2 separate regions of the Sus scrofa genome follow, and region 1 is linked to region 2. The links are chromatin contacts, called in public HiChIP or PLAC-seq maps. All regions are on one chromosome and are shown on one strand. The core of a region is the stretch at or near the end of the contact, and the rest is flanking DNA. Distances in the headings are between cores, read along the strand shown.

Region 1 (2,867 bases), core at 276-2,775, 74 kb before region 2:
AGGACGACAACGCGAAAGGAACGTGGAGCTGCTGGGAAGGCGGGGGATGGCCCGCAAAACAGGAACCGTGGTCCTTGGCTACGTCCCAACTCGCACATCGTCGTTTCCCACCCCCACCCCAGAAACCTGCGGGGGCCAGGGACTGAGGTCAGAATCCACACCTTAAAGGCGAGGCGGGGGCTTCTGTAAGGAAGTCCTGAAACACCGAGCACCGAGTACCTCCACGCTTCTCTACGGGGCTTACTGTTTAAACTGCGTGTAAAGATGCAGGTGACACTCGTTGAACCTCACTGTAAACGTCCACGCCAGGGGAGGGTGCGCTGAGTGCCCCGCCCGTGGCGCGTGCGCTGCGGCGCTCGGGCGGGGGACTGACTGCAGGGCGCGGACGTGCGGCCAGCCGGGAAGGAAATGGCGAGGTCCGGACGGGCCGGGGCTCGGCCGGGGCTCGGCTGCCAGCCGCTAGGGGGCAGCCGGGCGTCTGCGGGCCGCGGCCGGCTGGAACCAGTCCGGCCGGAAGTTGGGGCGGTGCCTTGACTTCCGCAGCGACGCGCCACGTGGTCTGCTGGGGGTCCTGGAGAAAATAACAAGATGGCGGCGAAGGGGCGGGGCCGGTCGGTGTCCTTGAGGCTGCAGGTCCCTTAAAGGGCGGCGTTGGCTGGGCAGGGTAAGATGGGCTGATGGGTTGCCCGGCCGAACCTGGACCCAATAGCAAGGAGCTGCGCGAGATCGGAGTCCTGTTCCTGCGGAGCTCTCTGGCCCGGCCCGCTATGACCGCACCAGCCGCAGGATCAGCACGGCGCATTCCTGTGCAGCCGCCAGTCGGCTTCTCATTCCCGACCCCTTTTGCTTAGTTCCTGCGTTTGCTGTTCTGTGCCAACAAGGACAGCAGAGACGTCTTCCTCGGGCGTTTTCTTTCTGCGGGAGAGATTAGGTGTTGCACTTCGAGTGGGCGAGTCCTACTTCGATCAAAAGGCACTCTCCCCCTTCCAGCAGTTTCCATTACCATTTCCTGTCTTTGTTCAAAGGCCTAGAACTGCTCCCTTTCTGATGGGAAAAAACAACTCGCAAAGATCTGGGCTTTAAGTGGCTTCCCTGCCTTGTCCAAAGTGTTGGAGCTTGTTTGACTTGTACCCAGAAGCTGCTCTGGGACCTCCAAAGTGTTGCAGAGTCTGAGATTGTATTACTTTATATCAACCACCTTAGATGTTTTTTTCAGAAAGATAAATGTAGTTGTGGGTTGTTGCATATTATAAAATGCAGGAAATAAGAGCAAAGTCGAATAGTGTTCCTGGCCTTTCAATAAAGACCTGCAGTTTCGGAGTTCCCCGTCATGGCTCGATGCTTAATGAATCCGACTAGGAACCATGAGGTTGTGGGTTCAATCCCTGGCCTCGTTCAGTGGGTTAAGGATCCAGTGTTGCCATGAGCTGTGGTGTAGGTCACAGACACGGCTGGGATCTGGCGTTGCTGTGGCTACAGCTCTGGTTCAACCCCTAGCCTGGGAACCTCCATATGCTGCGGGTGCGGCCCTAAAAAGACAAAAAAAAAAAAAAAAAAAAAGACCTGCAGTTTCTCTTTTGGATAGGGAGGACCAAGCCCGTGAATCTCTGCTTGGCCAATTGCCCAGGCTTGGTTTTCATTCCTCATCCTGTTTCATTTTACATAAGTTGGACACAGAAGGGCCAGTGTGGGTAAAAATAGTTAACACAGCCATTGGGCTTGTAGAGTATATTTAGAGTAAAGGAGACGTTTGTCCTTGATTTTATTTATAAATGTGTCGTTTTAGGATTCAGATTCTCTCATTCTAATTTGTGAGACTTGGCAAGTCTGAAACGATACGACTGTTTTGTTTCTAAATAGTGGAACTTGACTCTCAAAGGTTTGGGAGGTTAAATAAAATTTTCTGAATGTAGCAGGTCCCCACTACAGTGACAAAGCTGGAGAAGGACATTACTTTATGAAGGAGCCCTTCTGGTTTTGTCCGTCTGGTAGGGATTTTAACACTTGTGCTGTGATCAAAACTGCATTGCTGTTAAGTGCAGACTAGGAACAGTATAATTTGATTGGGAGGGGAGGAAGTGACAAGGCCGCTCAAGATTTTCGTTCTAGGGCTTAAATTCGGATTTTTTTTTTTTTTTTTAACCCAGCAATTTGAGAGAATTTTCCTTCAGCCACTCCTTTTTGTAACCAAGCCTTCAGAGGTTTGTCCAATGTTTGGCTAAAAAAAAAAAAAAAAAAAAAAAAAAAAAAGGAATGAATGGAGTTTGCAAAGAATCCTTTTACCTGGAGGGGTTAGAACCTTCCCTTCCTTGAACGGGAAAGAATGCAGCTACCTTCAGAACATTTTCTCAGAAAGAGCCTGCCTCATTGTGTCCTTATGTTTTGCAGTGATTACCCCCTTCTTTGTCTCCTTTTGTACATATAATTCAGATGGAAACTTGGGCAGCTTTTTCTGCAAATGCCCATCATACAGGAGCACAAGAATTAGCATCCTCAGGCCTTCAACTGTTTGCCTCCAAAATTTCCTTAACACTACCTTACTATTAAAAGGAGAAAATGCTTCATAAATATTTAAATAGTTAATTTCAGCAAATTTGACTTTTTTAAAAAACCAGAGAAGTAGTAAAAAAAAAAAAATTTAAAAGAACCAGCACTCTAGTAATTCTGAGATACTTGTCCTTGTAGGCAGAGATTTAAGTTTTGTTTTGTGGGTTGTTTTTTTTTTTTTTTGATGGCCACACCCTCAGGTGGAATGGGAGTTGCAGCTGCCGGCCGTAGGCCACAGCCACAACTCCAGATCTGACCCTAATCTTCAAGCTATACTACAGCTTGAGGCAACACCAGATCCTTAACCCACTGAGCGAGAC
Region 2 (2,995 bases), core at 342-2,841:
TATAGAGAGGTTTCCTTAGGGTATTCATAAAAGGATTTAAAATTTTGGTGGCAGTAATGTATACAATATATTTTATAAAATAGAATCATTATATTTTTCTTATTCTATACATTTAGGAATTTAGATTAAATGAATCACACCATGCCATAGATAACTTATGTTTGAGTTCTAGGTGAACACTGCAGTTTCATTTATTGATAATCAACTAAAATCAGTTTCAATTACTGTTATGAGATGTGGTAGGCTTTATTTTGACAAACCAAATTAATTGTTGATTATATTTTCCCATTATAGACAGAACAAGTGATAACGTTGGGGTTTTTTTTGATGAGGAAGTGTTCGTCATACTGCGTTTGTGATTAATGTAAAATACCAGGATATGCATGTTGATGATATATAGTACATGTACAGTATTTGTTCTCATTGGCTGATTTGAGGTGTTTGTATAAATCAAAAGTGGAAATTTGGATTTTGATACAAAATTATCTTTTGTAGAAAGTATGGAATTGAAGCTAGGTTTTGGTTATAGATTTTATAATCACCCAGGTGCAAAATTGTTGCTTTTGTTGGGTGTAAATCTAAATTGATTTCTCAATGAGGAGAAGGACATTGTTCTGGCAGATTGTAATGTTGAGTATGGAAAGATGATTTGTTTTTTGAATGTGAGTGTTTTTTTGGGGTGCTTGTTGAGAAAGTGTTGAATAATTTGGTTTTGTCATTTGTAATTTTGTTTCTTCAGATGTTATGGTTTTATTTAGGAGAATTTGCCCTGTGACATTATTTTGATTACTTTCCATCAAAATGACTGGTTATTAATTTATTGTTGTTGAAATGGGTAAATACTTAGAATTTGATTTGAAATACAAGAGAATGGTTGAGATACATGTGTTGGTTTTGGAGGTGGAGTTTTTTGGGTTTGTTTTTTCGTAGTAGTTCCATACTCTTGAATTGTTTTTCCTGAATCATTGTTGTTATGAGAATTTTGGGGGTAAAGTTTATCAGGGTTATATAATGGGTTAAAAGAATTTTGTGAAAGTACAAATGAAAATTGAGATTCTTGAATAAAATCTTGTTGCATTAATTTTTGCCCTAATGCAATTGAACACTAGGGAGGCGCTCTTGAGTTGTACCCCTTCCTTCTTCTTGGGATGGAAAATTCCCTATTAAACTTTGTCCCTAGATCATTTTTAGGCTTCATAAAGAAGGGAGATTTGAATTTAATATATCAAGTTGAGGTTTTGCTTTTGTCCAGGAACCATTTTTACCCTTGGTGGGGTTAGTTTTTAAAAAGATTAGTACTTGAGCTGAGCTTTATTTTCTCTGAGAATTATCCCTCTTTCAAAATGGCTTGATAAAACACCACTTCCTGTCCAGAGAGGAAGTTATTTTAGCTCAAGGACTGAAATATTTAGCAGATCTTTAGACAAAAGGAACAAATTACATTTCTCTCTGGCTTAAAAAGGGTGCTTGAGCCAGAGGGGGTTAAGAAACCCTCCCCTCTCCCTCTGATGGGGTGGTCTGGAGGGGCAGGGAGGGGTGGGGGTAGGGGTCCTTAGGCTCCCTGGGATGGAGGATCTTTCTTTCTTTCTTTTTTTTTTTTTTTTTTTTTTTTTTGGTGGAGATGAAGGGGTGGGTCTATGGTACATCACCTGAGTTGTGGGGTAAATGTAGAGAGTGTCAATCAAAGGCAGAGCTCTCAGAGCTGGGAAGGAGGCTCTAGATGGCGGCTGTGCCTTAGAGAGAGCGCGCTCTGCTCCCTGCCTTCGCTTCACTTTACGCAACTTTCCCTAACTTTCGGGCAGCCTCAGGGGGCCCCCGCAGCCCCCTGCCTCTTCTAGTGACTTACTGGGGTCGATTCGAACCTTTTTTAGGGAGAAAAGCAGCTTTTGGGAGCTTTCTTTTCGTGCCTTGTTGGAAAGAAGCAGCCGTACTGAGAGCCCAGGTCGTTGTTTTTTCCAGCTTAGAAGCCATGGCGCACCTCCATTTTTGTGCGCTCTCCTAATGAGGTTTTTTTTTCTTCCGGACCCGTTTTAATATTAATTGTTCTTTATTTTTCTGAACAGTTAACATATTTGAGGGTTATTTTATTTATTTTTCGTTTTTTAACGGGGAATTTTGTTTTTATTTTTAATTTGGGATCTGATATTTTTCTACTACTAGATAGGACTCTTGCTTTGGACCTACTACATGGATCAGGTAAGTTCATGATCATTAGTGATAATTTTGAAGATTTCTATGTTTAAGTTTGCTTTATATTCTGTAAATATGAGAAATTCCTGGATGACGCAATAAGATACAGAGATTGTTATTTGTATCTAGTGTGTTACTTTGAGAAACTTTCCTTATTGATAGTGATGATTCCCCCTGTTCGGTTTATCCTGTTTTTTTTTTTTTTTTAAAGGAAAAAGCAGAAATGTTTTGTTTTTTGGTGCTTACCGCTGTTGTGTTATAACAATATCGTTACATCGTCAGGACTTTGTTCCTGATAATAAAAACCATCGATAGAAGCTGGGACCTTACCTTTCTTTCAACTTTTGACAGTAAATACCTGGGCACAGGACTTCAAAGCAAACACAGATTTCCCCTCCCCCTTAATATTTAAGAATTAAAAGATGATGAGAAATAAGGACAAAAGCCAAGAGGAGGACAGTTCGCTACACAGCAATGCATCGAGGTATGAGCTATCAACTTTCTTCCTTTTTTTCTTTTTTTTTTGGGGAAACCTCAGCTTACATTGTTTACCTTGACAGACAGGGATAGCTGTCTGTTTTATTTTAAGTATTTTACTAATTTGGATTCGTTTTTTAAAGCGTGACCTTGAGATTGCTAATATGCCACACCCTAATTTTTTGGTAACAATTTATGAAAGTTAAGTTGTGACTTAAGGCCTGTTACAGCAGTCAAAAGGTAAGGTACCTTTATTCAAGGGGGCCTTTCCTGTAAACTACAGTTTTTTTGTCAATAAATTTCAGTTTTTAGGTTTTTGTGCTGTAGG

Evidence for each region. HiChIP or PLAC-seq counts read pairs in DNA pulled down with a chosen protein or histone mark.
Region 1: a contact with region 2 is called in an H3K27ac HiChIP or PLAC-seq map of skeletal muscle, with 2.3 times the contacts expected there. The contact joins the promoter of FAM174B here to the promoter of CHD2 in region 2. A contact is called at or near these places in 3 of 5 promoter capture datasets (fetal liver, fetal skeletal muscle and liver), 37 of 47 Hi-C or Micro-C datasets (adipose tissue, alveolar macrophages, blood and 17 more) and 2 of 2 datasets of contacts at active chromatin or transcription factors (alveolar macrophages and skeletal muscle).

Annotation. Positions count from the first base shown.
Region 1 is chr7:86,180,628-86,183,494 of Sscrofa11.1, reverse strand. FAM174B (membrane protein FAM174B) reads right to left here and starts at 1,525. Exons shown (of 2, transcript XR_002345977.1): 1 at 162-1,525.
Region 2 is chr7:86,106,482-86,109,476 of Sscrofa11.1, reverse strand. CHD2 (chromodomain-helicase-DNA-binding protein 2) reads left to right here and starts at 1,591. Exons shown (of 38, transcript XM_021099370.1): 1 at 1,591-2,196.